Linked DNA regions of Zea mays: regions 2 and 3 are each linked to region 1. Evidence: chromatin contacts called from public Hi-C data. All regions are on one chromosome and are shown on one strand. The core of a region is the stretch at or near the end of the contact, and the rest is flanking DNA. Distances in the headings are between cores, read along the strand shown. Region 1 holds the start of LOC100383793. Region 2 holds the start of LOC103654461 (basic leucine zipper 43). Region 3 holds the start of LOC100272438.

Region 1 (4,117 bases), core at 315-2,814:
TAATGCAAGGTTGCCATAAAAAAACATTTCATGACATCTCAGATGAACATAGCAACATACTCTTAGAAACAGGGTAATCTGAGTTCCACGTGTAAGCATTTTCTCAGGATCAGTCTCTTCCTTTATGACATAAGAGCTACTGTCAGCCACAGCTTCCCACACATACTGTTTATCTGATTTTGGGCTCTTGGTGGACACCACAACCTGCAATGCAGATTTGACAAAATGTCAACTTAAATAATGATCTAAGCCGATGCAAAACAAGTAAGAGTTCATTCCACGTTAAATTATTTAAGAACAAAATCATGCAAGAAATATCTCAAACCTTCTCTGCAACAAGAAAAGCTGAGTAAAATCCAACACCAAACTGACCAATTAGACCATTGTCCGCCCCAAGGTCTTTGTTTTCCTGAAGAGTAACCCATTTCACATTAGGGAAAAAAGACAATGAGACAATCACATAGACACTACATCATTTAAACCCTAACCATGTGCCATACTCATAGATGTATGCACAGTTGTCAAGGAAGGTATGAAGCTGCACCTTGAGGGCCTTCAGAAATTTTGAGGTACCACTCTGAGCAATGGTACCAAGGCAGTCCTTGAGCTCATCTTTAGTCATACCAACACCAGTGTCACTGTTGAAACCCCAATAGCCACCAGAAAACCATGCCATTAGAGTCTGTTCACAGAACACCAACATATAGTTCTGTCAGAAACAGGAACTTACGTGATAGTAATCGTTCCAGCATCAAGGTCAGGCTTAATTCTTATTTCTAGCTCGCCGCCATCAGCAAGCAAAGAAGAATCAGTGACGCCGAGGAACCTCAGCTTATCCAGCGCATCACTCGCATTGCTGGTAGAGCAGCAGGTAAGTAGCATCCATGAGTAATGGCATGTAATGAATTGCCATAGATTTCCAGGTTCCAGCAAGAGGTACTAACCTAACAAGCTCCCGGAGAAATACCTCCTTATGACTGTACAGACTATGGACGATCAAGTCCATTAAGCGGCTCACCTATAAGGTAGAACAGAAACAAAGATAAATGTATCAGTAACCAGTGGTGGCACACAATCAAACTCGGTCATACAGTTTTGGCAACATTTCGGCTGAACTACACTAACTACAAATGGAAGACGGTGCCAAATTAAAAGTTCCATCTGAAATAACAGATATATATGGATCGTGGCCATGTCTCACCTCCGCCTGGTACTCGAACTTCTCCCCAGCCGCCTCCTCCCCGGCGGGCTTCTCCACGACGGCCGCATCGCACCTCACCCTGAGCAACCTCCCCCTGCTTCTGTGGGCGTCCCACCTGAGCCCTCTGGAGCACCTCACCACCCCGCTCCCGCGCGGCGCAACCGAGCTCGCGGCGGACGGCGCCCTCCTCCCCGCGCAGGGCCGCAGCGCCGCCACCGACGACGCGCCCAGAGTCCCGCTCAGCGCCGGAGCCATGGGATGGGAGACAGTGACCGCTCACACCACGAGCTTGCGCGCCAACGTTCGTGGAAACGTGGAGAGGGAGCAGAGGATAAGGGAAGGGGTTAGGGTTTTCGTAGTAAGCTGTGGGAGGCCGGCGGGCTCAACAGGAGGAAGGAGATGAGATAGAGGCGCGGCCGAAGCTTCTAGGAGCAGTCGATCGGGCCCGAACACTACTGTCACTGAGTCACTGTGAGTCTGTGATTGTGAGCCGGGCCTCTTTCTTCTGGTTTCATAGGCCCAAACAGGCTTCTTTCTTTCATAGTAGCGAGATAGATTTTGATGTTTAACGTTCAATTCGCATGCCTTTTAAAATTTGACATTCAATTTATAAGTCTTTCAAAATTTGACATCTCTTTCACAATAACATACTATGAATCCTTTATATGTGGGCTAGAGTGTCAAATCATGAAATTTCTTCAAAGCTACAGCCCGTCCAAAAAAAATATGCACTCACTTTTGAGTTTTGAGGGCATTAGAATATTTTTAAGTACATATATAAAAAGGTACTAATATCTAGATCTAACGGACCAAGAGACCTGCTTGCACGATTGTACCTAATGGCTGCTTGCATATTAGTCGTTGTCGTATTTAATATAATTAGATTCCTGCCTGTGCACTGCCTGCGCAGCATCAGACCCCGCCCGTATCTACCACACCGCGTAAAAAATAGTGCAGAGCACTCAAACCCACACCCTTCCTGATCCAGAAACTTGGGACTAATCAGGATACCACACATACCTTATTATTTAGAAATAAACAATAATGTATTTGAATACATATTTCAATACTTGTTTATATAATATATAACAACCGTAGTAAAGCATGGTCAACTAGCTACTAAATTTATATGTATAAACATTAATAAGATTTAACATTTCGACGAATGTTACGTTTTTTTAGAAAGGAGGGAGTATTTTTCTTGCTGATAACAGGTTCAGCAGTCCCTGTCCGGACAGACCACAACGCTGTGTACGTGTGTTTACAAGCAACATAACATATACATGTGTAACAGAATCAGAAGCTGACATATATTTCTCTTTGCTCTGTTCGTGAACATCTTATGATTAACATTGCCATCACGCAGCTGTAGTTTTCTTTGTATCTAAAGCAGCAAGGGAAAAGAAAAATACTGACTCTGACAGCAACCAGAATTCCTTTTCCACTCAACTACCTCTGGAAAGCTCAGTGCTATCAGGAGGCTCTTTGAAGCAGTCGACATTGCACAAACCCATTGCTCTAATCTTCTCTCCGATCCTGCACAAGAATGATGAGAAGAAATAACAAAATCTGTATCACATTTCCGACATTTTAATTAAACTTGATGAAAGAGGAGAAAAAGAATCATTGACGGGGCTGGATTTTTCATCATCTCAGAAACTGGTGTGCAGAACAAACCTGTCGAAGCTTTTCCTTGGCTTTTCCGGCTGCTCGTGTTCGAGGATGCTGTCGAAGCAGTCGACGCTTCTCCTCGATCTCTCTCTCCTGTCTGTGCTGGACCTCGCCTTCTCCCTGTGGCCCGTGCTTCGCCTGCGCTTATCCGTGTGCTCGCTGCTCGGCCTAGGCTTTGCTTCATGGATCGTGCTCTTCTTCGATGACTCTAGCCTCCGCGAGATCATGCGAGGAGGAGCCTCGGAGATGGCTTCGCCGCCATGCTGCGTTCTGTTCTCAGCTGCCCGTGGCTCGTGCTCGGCCGCGGCGTCTTTTTCAGATGGCAGCTTCTTTATGGACAGTAAGAACTTCTTCAGATGTCGAATGAACACTGGGAATTTCTCCAGGTTGCCATGGTCACCTCCCTCGATCCACAGGGGTTCGTACTTGTGCTGGCACAGCTCGTAGAGCCGCTTGCCATGGGAGCAGTCCACCACGTCATCTTTGGTGCCCTGAAAACAATGCTCCAGTCCAGTTTATTGATGATCTAAATCCAGTATTAGAAGAATAATCCTGTATGAAGAGCTTACATGGATTACCAAAACCGGGCATTTAACATGCGGGATTTTGTCGATGTTCTGCAAGTCAAACAAGTGTTAGCATATATGAGATGATGCTAATTACTTACGCTGACACTTCGGTCAGAGAGGCAAACCTTGTATATGTCAAACCAGTACGTTTTCTTCACAGAATACATGACACGCAATCCAGACAGTATCGGACTGTGCAGAACCACAGCTCTTACGCCATCGAAACGAACAGCTAGATCAAGGGTTGGTCCGCTGCCAACAGACTGGCCATACAGAACAATGTCTTCTTCCCTAGTTCCATAGACGTCCACGAGGCACTTGTATGCAGCCTCTATGTCAGCAAAGGTATTAGCTTCACTTGGCTGAAGATGGATTTTACAGAAAGGTTGTGTCAGCACTCAGCACTATCATTCCTAAAAAGGGCCAGCTACTAAAAAATGAACTGATTTACACCCAAGAAAATCCCCTGAATCAAACTCACTGGAGCATAAATCAGTTTCAAGGCCCTCTTTCACAACAAGAAAGGCTTTTTTTTGAAACGGGACAAGAAAGGGTTTTTTTTAACAGAACAGCAAGAAAGGCTTAGAATAATGTTGTGAGGCACCCCTCGACTGAAGGTGACATGGTAAGAGCATTAGTTTCAGAAAGGGACATATAAATACCTTGCCTGATGACT
Region 2 (4,022 bases), core at 756-3,255, 160 kb before region 1:
GTATGCCAAAAAGGTCTAGATATTTGTGTTGCGGCACATGCATGCATGCATGCCAAAAAGGTCCCCTGGAATCCTGTGCGATAAGCATCTAAACGAATAGGATGATGTTGGTTCGGTTCAAGATCTTTGATGCTACAATATTCATGTACAAAGATTGTTGTATGATTTACATATATATGCTGATACTGATACCGTGTCATCAATCATCAATCATCGGTTACATATATAGTAATAAGTTGTGCATAAATAGAGTAGCAGAAGCTTTAACTCCATTAATTAGGGAATTTGGCATAGTATAATCAGTTACATATATAGTAATAAGTTGGATCCGTGTCATCAATCATCGGTTGTCACAGAAGCAGAACCATGGCATGTCTTGGAGATTTACCCACGAATGTTTGCATTGGAGAGATACATGGTGTTTGGTTTAAGAAATGAGCTAGTCTATTCTTACTTTTTTGTTTGGTTTGTAGAATAAAATAATTTGATTCATCACCATCTCATTTCTTATAATTAGTTAGTATTAATATAAGGAATGAGGTCATCCCACAATTTGAGGAATGGATCTATCATGTGCTGTCCATTTTGAGGTTTTTATAAAGGAAGGACAACCGAGTGGTCTGCTACAAGTCCTGGTGGCCGAGCAACCCACGAGGAGGCAAGTTCCTAGGGCAGGGGACGGCACGCGCGAGAAGCAAAACCATGTTTACATATGATATTTATCTGAGTTATATGCTTGTTTTATTTGAAATTAAAATATTTAATATATTTAAATATGTTGGAAGCATATCACTTATTTCTCTAAAATTACAACATCATGTACCGCCTTATTTTAAATGGAGTGATTAATCAAACTAAACACCCCTCGTAGTGTCTACTAGTAGTTTCAAGATTACGTGGTGGCTGATAGTGTCTTGTATATAAGGTAACAAATCCCAAAATAATAATAATAACTCTTATAATTAGAAACAAAACAGTTGAATCGGTTGAAGGTGCATGCACGCATCTCTTCTCAAATTAATTATCCTTGCTTAATTAATCACACGTGTCCGTCCTTATTATCGATATATAATTGTCCTCTCTCTCTCTCTCGAGTAACAAACAAAACAAAAAAAACTGGGCGTTCGACGATCATTCAGCAATACTGGTGCTGCTGATGGTGTTGTTATGTGGCTCCTCCACATCAGCCGGCGATGATGAGCAGCTGGTGGAGCCTGTTGGCCAGCTGGGCCTTCTCGTCCCTGAGGCGCGCGTTCTCGCGGCGGGCGTCGGCGCAGCTCCTGAGAGCGCGGTTGAGGTCGTCGAGGAGGCGGCGGTTGGCGCCGCGGAGGTGCGACACCTGCGCCCACAGCTCGCTGAGCTGCCGCTGCTTGCGCACGCGCGACCGCCGCGCCGACTCGCGGTTGGACACCATCCGGCGGCGCCGGCGCTCCTGGTCGGCCGCCGCTGCGCTGTCGGAGCCCGAGCCCGACAGGCTGGGCGACTCATTGTTGCTGTTGCCGCCGAGGTGGGCTGCGGCTTCCCGCACGATGGTGTCAAGCTCATCAAAGCAAGCCGCGTCGCCGTCGATGGCTAAGTAGTATGCCGGAGGCGGCAAGGGCATGTTCATGTGCTGGTGGTGCGCGGCGGCGAAGGAAGCGGTCGTCGGAGGGGACAGGAAGCGGAGGCTGTCCACCTCGCCATGGAAATGATGGTGGTACATATTACTTGTGTTGTGAATGGTAGCTAGATGCTTGCTCTGGCCTCTGGAGAAGGCGGCCTGGGTTGGTGAGGTCCTTTTATAGTGGACACAGACACACAGGCACACAGCTAGAGGAGAAGACTTTGGTTTGGTCCACCATATTATATATATTATTTTGTTTCACCATTATTTTTCCTTTTATATATCTTTTTAGTGTTTTGAGAATCTTGTCGATCGAGTAGAGTTGGGTAGCTTGGATTGCATGCAAGTATGGGAAGGGTAGTGAGCTTTTGAGTAATCTTTTTAATTCGGAGATCCTTCTCTCCTATATGTATGTAGATCACTTCTTAAAAATAATCTTGTCTTCCCAAGAGAATATTTTGGATGGAATTTGCATATGACTTGACTTGAGCCAGCCAGCCAGCCAAGCTCATCTCATCTCTCCCTCACGCAGAATTAAGAGCTTGTTTGGTAGGACTTTGGCTCTGACTTTTTTATAAAAAAAAAACAGAGAAAAGTCAGAGCTCTACCAAACACTATTTTTTTTAAAACGGCTTAATACAAAAAACATCTAAAGGCCAGAGTTATTTTTGTTCTACGCAGAAGAAGCTACAAATAGTAGCTTCATAGTCTTTGGCGGCTCTATCACTTTAATACAGGAAAATAACTATGACTTTAAGATAAGCCTTTTCTGGCAAACGATTTACGAAATGACTTTTACTCTATTAGAAAAGCTGCTTTTTAGAAAAAGCTAGAGCTAAAGCTGTTTTTGGACAAGTCACAGCCCAACTATACGGACCCTAACTCTTGATATATTTTATTTATACCAAACCTCCGATCCTCTCCTCGCTTTTTTCTTGCCACTTTTAACTCATTGCATGCATGCATGGCCTAATTTATGCAGAAATCTTTTGAGCACACACACGAGACAGAGCCACTTGTTGCCTGGCTTGCTTTTTTTTACATAGGCACGCACAACATCGTTATCGTTAGTGGATCAACATCGTTATTGTTCACAAAATTGGCATACTCCATATACCTAGCTAGGAGTAATAGAAACACCTATATATATCTAGGAGTAATTTAATTTACATGCAAATCAACAATATTCCAGCACGTCTAATCAAATTGCTTTATCATGATCAATATAATAATTTTCCAATGATTGGTAATTTCCCATGGATCGGAGGGAGCCGATGGAGGACACTAGCTAGCTAGCTTCCACTCCCATTTTTAATATATATATATATATATATATATATATATATATATATATATATATATATATATATATATATATATATTACATGTGCATCTGTCCTTGTTCATTGTTGTAGCGGGAGTCGTAAGGATCATTATTTGTGGCTGAGACTGCCAATTGGCCGGATTTGTATGACGGCATCCAAGTGGTCGCTTGGTGCCATGAAGCTTTTCGCTGATTGAATCGAGGTGCTTGTCCATTGCAGCGGACCCGCCCTCCTATAAACAATGTTAGGCCACCCTCGACCTCGATATGGATAATACTAGACATTAAACAATAACACTTATATAAAATATAATATACTCTCCGGACCTTACGATTCAGGTTGAAACACACACGCATAAAAAAACCCTCACCAGATCAGAAAATAAATCTAAAAAATACGAACATCCATACCAAATCAAATACATGAAGTTATGCCGTTTTATTTGTCTGCGATGAATGGGCTCTAGATCTGTTAAGCTTAGTCTAGAGTGTTGATGAGGGCATGTCAGAGTGAACACTGTTACAATAACCCCTCTCTCACTCGCGCCACTGTCGCCGTTATCAACCTCTTCCCTCCTGCCGCAGTTTACCCCTCCCATTCTCTCCTCATAATCATAGTGTTAGTCTAAAATAATAGATTGATAGCAAACCAAACACTTTATTTATTACTATCCATTTTTTAAAGAATGTCTCTCTTTGAGCTTCACCTTGGTAAAGTGAAGTGCTAATTATAATAGCAACAAAGAAATCTAAACCTAATCAACACAAAAGGATATATATAATGCGTGGTTTGAGCTTCACCTTGGTGTAGTTATCTGTCTCCTTGGATTCTCTCCTTCTGGGAGGCAAATAAATAAATATTCCTGGGAATCAAATTTGCTTTAAGCTCAACAAATTAAATTAAAGATGCATAGGACGATCTATCAATCGGATGGAATCCCACTTACCAATGCGAATCAACAAACTTATGCTTGAAAAGAGTAATATAATATAAGAGAACACTAAAGGCACGTATCTTATGCACGATGCTTCCTACCGTACGTGTGCACATGTGAAAAGCGGGCATAAACATGTTAAGTTGGCACCAAACAACTC
Region 3 (4,612 bases), core at 636-3,135, 250 kb before region 1:
CGAGCAGTGGGAGACCCATCTCCTTGGGTACAGCCCCGACGATCACCTCCAGTGCGCGTCTGTCATCGCGAAACTGGACAGGACCGCCTTCAATGGCGTCCCAGAGATCGCGCGCCTGCATCCTCAGCTTCATGGTCTGGCTCCACTCGTAGTAGTTCGTCTTGTCCAGCATTGGCCACGACGTGCCGCTGCCGGAGTCGCGGTACACCACCCTTCCTTGCGGCGACTCGTAGCGAGCGCCGCCACGGCAGCGCCTTCGGTCCCGCAGTGGTGACTGCGAGCGCCTCCTATCTCGCGGTGGAGTCCTCATCCGTCTGTTCTTCTCTGTTTCCTCTTCCTCCTCCCAGTCCTCCTCATCTTCTCCCTTCTCGGCGGCGATTTCGGCCCGCAGCTCCTGCGCCGTCCTTGCCGCTGCCTCTGCTGCAGCCGCTGCCTGCTTCGCTGCCTGGACTGCCAGCGCCGCTGCTTCCTCTGCAGCCTTCAGGCGTGCAGCCCGGCTGGGGAAGTCGCCCAGCTCTCCTTCGCTGGTTCCCTTGGCCTTGAGCCTGGCAGCGCGCTCAGCAGAGGTCGACATGTGTAGGGAAGAGAGGAGTCGGCCTTGAGTCTCTCAGGTGTCTAACCTAAGCTCTGATACCAAATGTTAGAGGTAAACAGAGTAGTTTTGCCGCAGGTGCTAACCTCAGCCATCATTGCTTGATTATATAGAAAGATGAGATGAGTCACATTGATTACATAACAGCTCATTAGAGCTTAGCTAATCAGATAGGAGCCTTGGCAGCCGCACACACCTGTTGAGCTGCTCAAGGTCTTTAATGACTATAATTAACTAGCACAAGTAACTAGGAGAGTGCTTAGGAAACAGGACTTAATAACAACAATTATCAGATACTAAATGAATTAAGGATTAACTAGTAAATTGGTATGCTCATGTGAGAAGATTAACCTCAAACAGTATTTGGGCAACATAAAGCAGATAACCAGTCATCAAACATCAACAAGAGCACAGACAAAAAAAATTACCAAGACATATCAAACTAACCATTCCCTATTGTTAGCAAATAATTATTGCTGCATCAAATCAAGAGTGGTTTAGAATAAATGAGACAAGCAACATGTTACATATGTTGTTATGTTAACCGCATAAACACCACAAGTAACATAACATGAGAGTAGAAGAGGCGGTGCCTACTCACATTGGCTCAGCATTGGGGCCGTACTTTGCAAACTGCACCATGATGTTTCTCCCATCCACATCACGGCCTGCCAAAAAACAAACGAAATTCAGGTGCAGTTATGAATAGAAGCACAAAATCCCCACAGGGGAAAGACGGTTACAAAAAAAATAAGGCGAAGCCCACCATCGAGCCGATCTATAGCCTTCTGCGCCTCGTCGGCGTACTTGTACCGCACGAACGCGAAACCCCTCGAGTCCCCGGTCCTGCGAGCCACCGACGAACAAAACCTGAGGAAACAGCCATCGAACCACCGGCCCGGAAATTGAAACGGACGCCTGACCTCCGGTCCCTCGGGATGAAGACGTCGACGACCTTGCCGTAGCGCTCGAAGAGCGGGAAGAGGTCGTCGGCCGTGGTGCCTGTGAAGCGGGGGGGAGACGGATACGAGAAGGAAGCGATTAGGGAGAGAGGGAGAGAGAGAGTAGGGAGGGTGGGTGGGGCTGGAGGGGCTAGGGTTAGATCTCCCTCACGGAAGCTGATGTTGAGGACGAGGAGCGAGAAGGTGTCGCGGATGTCCGGCGGGCCTGACCTCCCGAAGTGCGACATCGCGGGTCCTCCTGCGACGACGGCGAAGACTAGGGTTTATCGCTCCCCCGCGCGCGGGGTTGTGGGGAGAGCAACAGCCGGCTCAGCGAGAGGGAGAGCTTAGCTTATCCACTAGCCGCTGGCGCTTTCATTTCTCCGCCGCGTGTGCAAGTGCAGTCGCGCGGGAAGGGCCGTTGCGCCGAGGCCTTTTTCTGCCTATTGAGGCCCAGCCCATCTGAGAAGAACGCAAATCTTTTGCCGCGCGAGGAAAGGGACACGGACACATTTAAAAAAAACAAAAAAAGGCACTTAAAACAGTTGATAAAATCAGTCACCGTCGATATACAACTTGAAAAATAAACTACATGTACAAAAAATTACAATAAATTGAAGGCTTTAAAGATTGCAATAACCACTCTTGGCTAGTGGTGAGATCATTAAAACAAAATCGACTCGGGATTCATCCCAAGCTAACTAATGAACACCAAACCTCTATGTTAATAAAATCAATATTTAGGTAATTTCTCATGATAAGGGCTTCAAACAAAGCCAAATATCATCTTGCTTAAAAGGAGATTCGAACGTTGAATAAGCAGAAGGATGCACGATGCTGAACGAGGAAATCTTTGAAAAAAAGAACAGGCTGGTGCAACAAAAGCCGATCGGCCCTGACAACCGACTACTACTCGAAAAGAGGGAAGGATCGCTCATGCAAATCACTCATATTAGCATGTGGATCAGAGATATGCGCTTTAGGAGGTGGCTCAGGTGTCATACTCGTGACCGGGGGTATGCGAGTGGGTATAGACATACCCAAATGCAGACTCCCAGTAATGCTTGTCATCGTGGTGCCCAATGGCGCTATCATTGTCGATGCCGGTATGCGGGGAAGCCGAGGTCGACGAGGGTTTGGAGAAGATGCTCGCCGCCGCTGGGTGGGAGAAATTCGTCCATCGACGACTATCATTGACGACTTGCGAAGCACACTGACCTCCTGGCGAAGTTCGTCCATCGACGCCTCGACACGGGGTTGCATTGCCACTCTCCAAATGCCGTTGCCTTCGACTCCTAGAAAACAGGATCTACGACCTCTGATACCAATTTGTTAACAACAATAGTGGGAAAGAGGGAAGGACATGAAGAACAACAAGATCAAGAGTGAGAGGACGATAGGTAGTTTCAGGTATAAGTGTTTACAGCCTTACAGGTTTTATCATAAACCCTCCTTTACAGCATACAATCTATATGTATTCTTCTTCGACCACAGCTAAACCCATTTGAGTCCTATCACTCGCGGGTTGGGCTTCTTCTGGCGAATGGGCCTGGCGTACTGGGCCGGTAGCGAGTTGCTGTCTTGAACTGGTAGCATGTGGTTGACAAATTTCCAACTGTTCTAGTTAATATCATGCTAATAATTAGTCCTAAAGCTCAACAAAATAAAGGAGCAAGGCATGGATTTAAATCTGGAAAATGCAGAGAAAGATCAATTTTGTATTTTTTTTTGTTTCATATCATCAGTATCAGCAATACAACACGCGTATTATTCTATTTCATGAACGACTCACTTGCCACTCATCTCTGAGCTAGCATATATTCAGAAATTTCAGTGTGTACTATATATTCTATTCTCATGTTTGAATGTGCATGACACGCTATATATATACGCAATTTAAGCTTACAAGTATACAAGTACATTATGATGATATGATGTCATAGGAAATCAGTGATGAATGGATCATCGTTGGGGAAGAACTCCGGCCAAGGGAGCGGGCTGCAGCTGAAGCCGGACGACGACGCAGTGGCGCTGCCGCTGCGCATGCTGGCGGCCGCGTCGGAGAGGTCGGTCAGGGGCGGCAGCGAGCTGCCACCACCGTGGCACGCGAACACGTCAGCATCATCACCGGCGGCGCGGCCGCCGTCATAGCTGATGAGGCCTGTTTGCTGTTGCTGGTTGGCAGCTTCTTGACCGTCACTACTGACGGGGAACGTGCACGGTAGGTACGACGACTGGCGGTCGCCGTCGTCCGCGGACGGGGCAGTCGTAGCAGCAGTCAGTTGCGGCGAGCAGAGGGCGGACAGCTGCTCGCGGAGGGCTGCGAGCGCGATGAGCTGCGGCAGCGCGGCGAACAAGTCGGTGCGCGGGCGGTGCGTCATGGGGTCGAAGCCCATCTGGATGAGGCGCTTCTTGAGGTGCGTGTTCCAGAAGTTCTTGATCTCGTTGTCGGTGCGGCCGGGGAGGTGCGTGGCGATGGCGGACCACTTGTTGCCGAGGACGGAGTGGAGGTGGAGGATGGTCTGCTCCTCCTCCTGCGAGAACTTGCCCCGCTTGATGTCGGGCCGCAGGTAGTTGGTCCAGCGCAGCCGGCAGCTCTTGCCGCATCGGTTCAGACCTGCATGCATGCCAATACATTCATCAGTCATCTCATCCGCCGTGCTATATATATCTAGACGATGGAGGAGCTAGGAGAAGGGAGTTCGATTATATATATATTGTACCGGCCAGCCTCGGCAGGGTCCTCCAGCTACCATGTCCGTTCTTCTGGATGTAGTGCAGCAGCTTCTCGTCTTCCTCCTGAGTCCAGGGGCCCTTCTTCAGGCCATTCTCGTCGCAGCAAGGAGACCTCCCCATGGACGACCGGAGTCGTACGACACCGGCCAGCACCAAACCCGGAATGGTGGCTACTACGTACGGGGCAGCCCCTGCTGCTTATATATATACTGCTAGCGCCTGCATGGTGCGACCTTTGTTCTGTTCCCTAGCTAGCTCTATCTCTACCTCTCCTACCTGTGTCGTGCTCGTGCGTGCTGAGGTTTGTGGATGCATGGGCATGGGCTCCCTTCTCTTCTACGCA

What was found. Hi-C and Micro-C count contacts between places; a contact is called where the count stands out from the background.
Region 2: a contact with region 1 is called in a Hi-C map of tassel, with 4 times the contacts expected there. The contact joins the promoter of LOC103654461 here to the promoter of LOC100383793 in region 1. A contact is called at or near these places in 5 of 25 Hi-C or Micro-C datasets (bundle sheath, ear, leaf and 2 more) and 1 of 3 datasets of contacts at active chromatin or transcription factors (leaf).
Region 3: a Hi-C map of tassel shows a contact between it and region 1, with 6 times the contacts expected there. The contact joins the promoter of LOC100272438 here to the promoter of LOC100383793 in region 1. A contact is called at or near these places in 14 of 25 Hi-C or Micro-C datasets (bundle sheath, ear, endosperm and 4 more).

The regions. Positions count from the first base shown.
Region 1 is chr4:203,487,558-203,491,674 of Zm-B73-REFERENCE-NAM-5.0, forward strand. LOC100383793 reads right to left here and starts at 1,565. Exons shown (of 19, transcript NM_001318377.1): 1 at 1,202-1,565; 2 at 945-1,018; 3 at 731-856; 4 at 545-638; 5 at 326-409; 6 at 61-204. The coding sequence starts at 1,456. It overlaps LOC100284035, which reads right to left. Exons shown (of 6, transcript NM_001156933.2): 2 at 4,104-4,117; 3 at 3,567-3,803; 4 at 3,442-3,489; 5 at 2,879-3,363; 6 at 2,440-2,737. The coding sequence ends at 2,647.
Region 2 is chr4:203,322,569-203,326,590 of Zm-B73-REFERENCE-NAM-5.0, forward strand. It overlaps LOC103654461 (basic leucine zipper 43), which reads right to left and starts at 2,006. Exons shown (of 1, transcript XM_008681292.3): 1 at 932-2,006. The coding sequence starts at 1,702. The coding sequence ends at 1,184. It also overlaps a transcript of LOC100279157 not described here.
Region 3 is chr4:203,239,882-203,244,493 of Zm-B73-REFERENCE-NAM-5.0, forward strand. LOC100272438 reads right to left here and starts at 1,886. Exons shown (of 7, transcript NM_001146912.1): 1 at 1,706-1,886; 2 at 1,516-1,594; 3 at 1,359-1,438; 4 at 1,194-1,260. The coding sequence starts at 1,781. It overlaps LOC103654460, which reads right to left and starts at 4,431. Exons shown (of 2, transcript NM_001320939.1): 1 at 4,257-4,431; 2 at 3,284-4,150. The coding sequence starts at 4,389. The coding sequence ends at 3,471.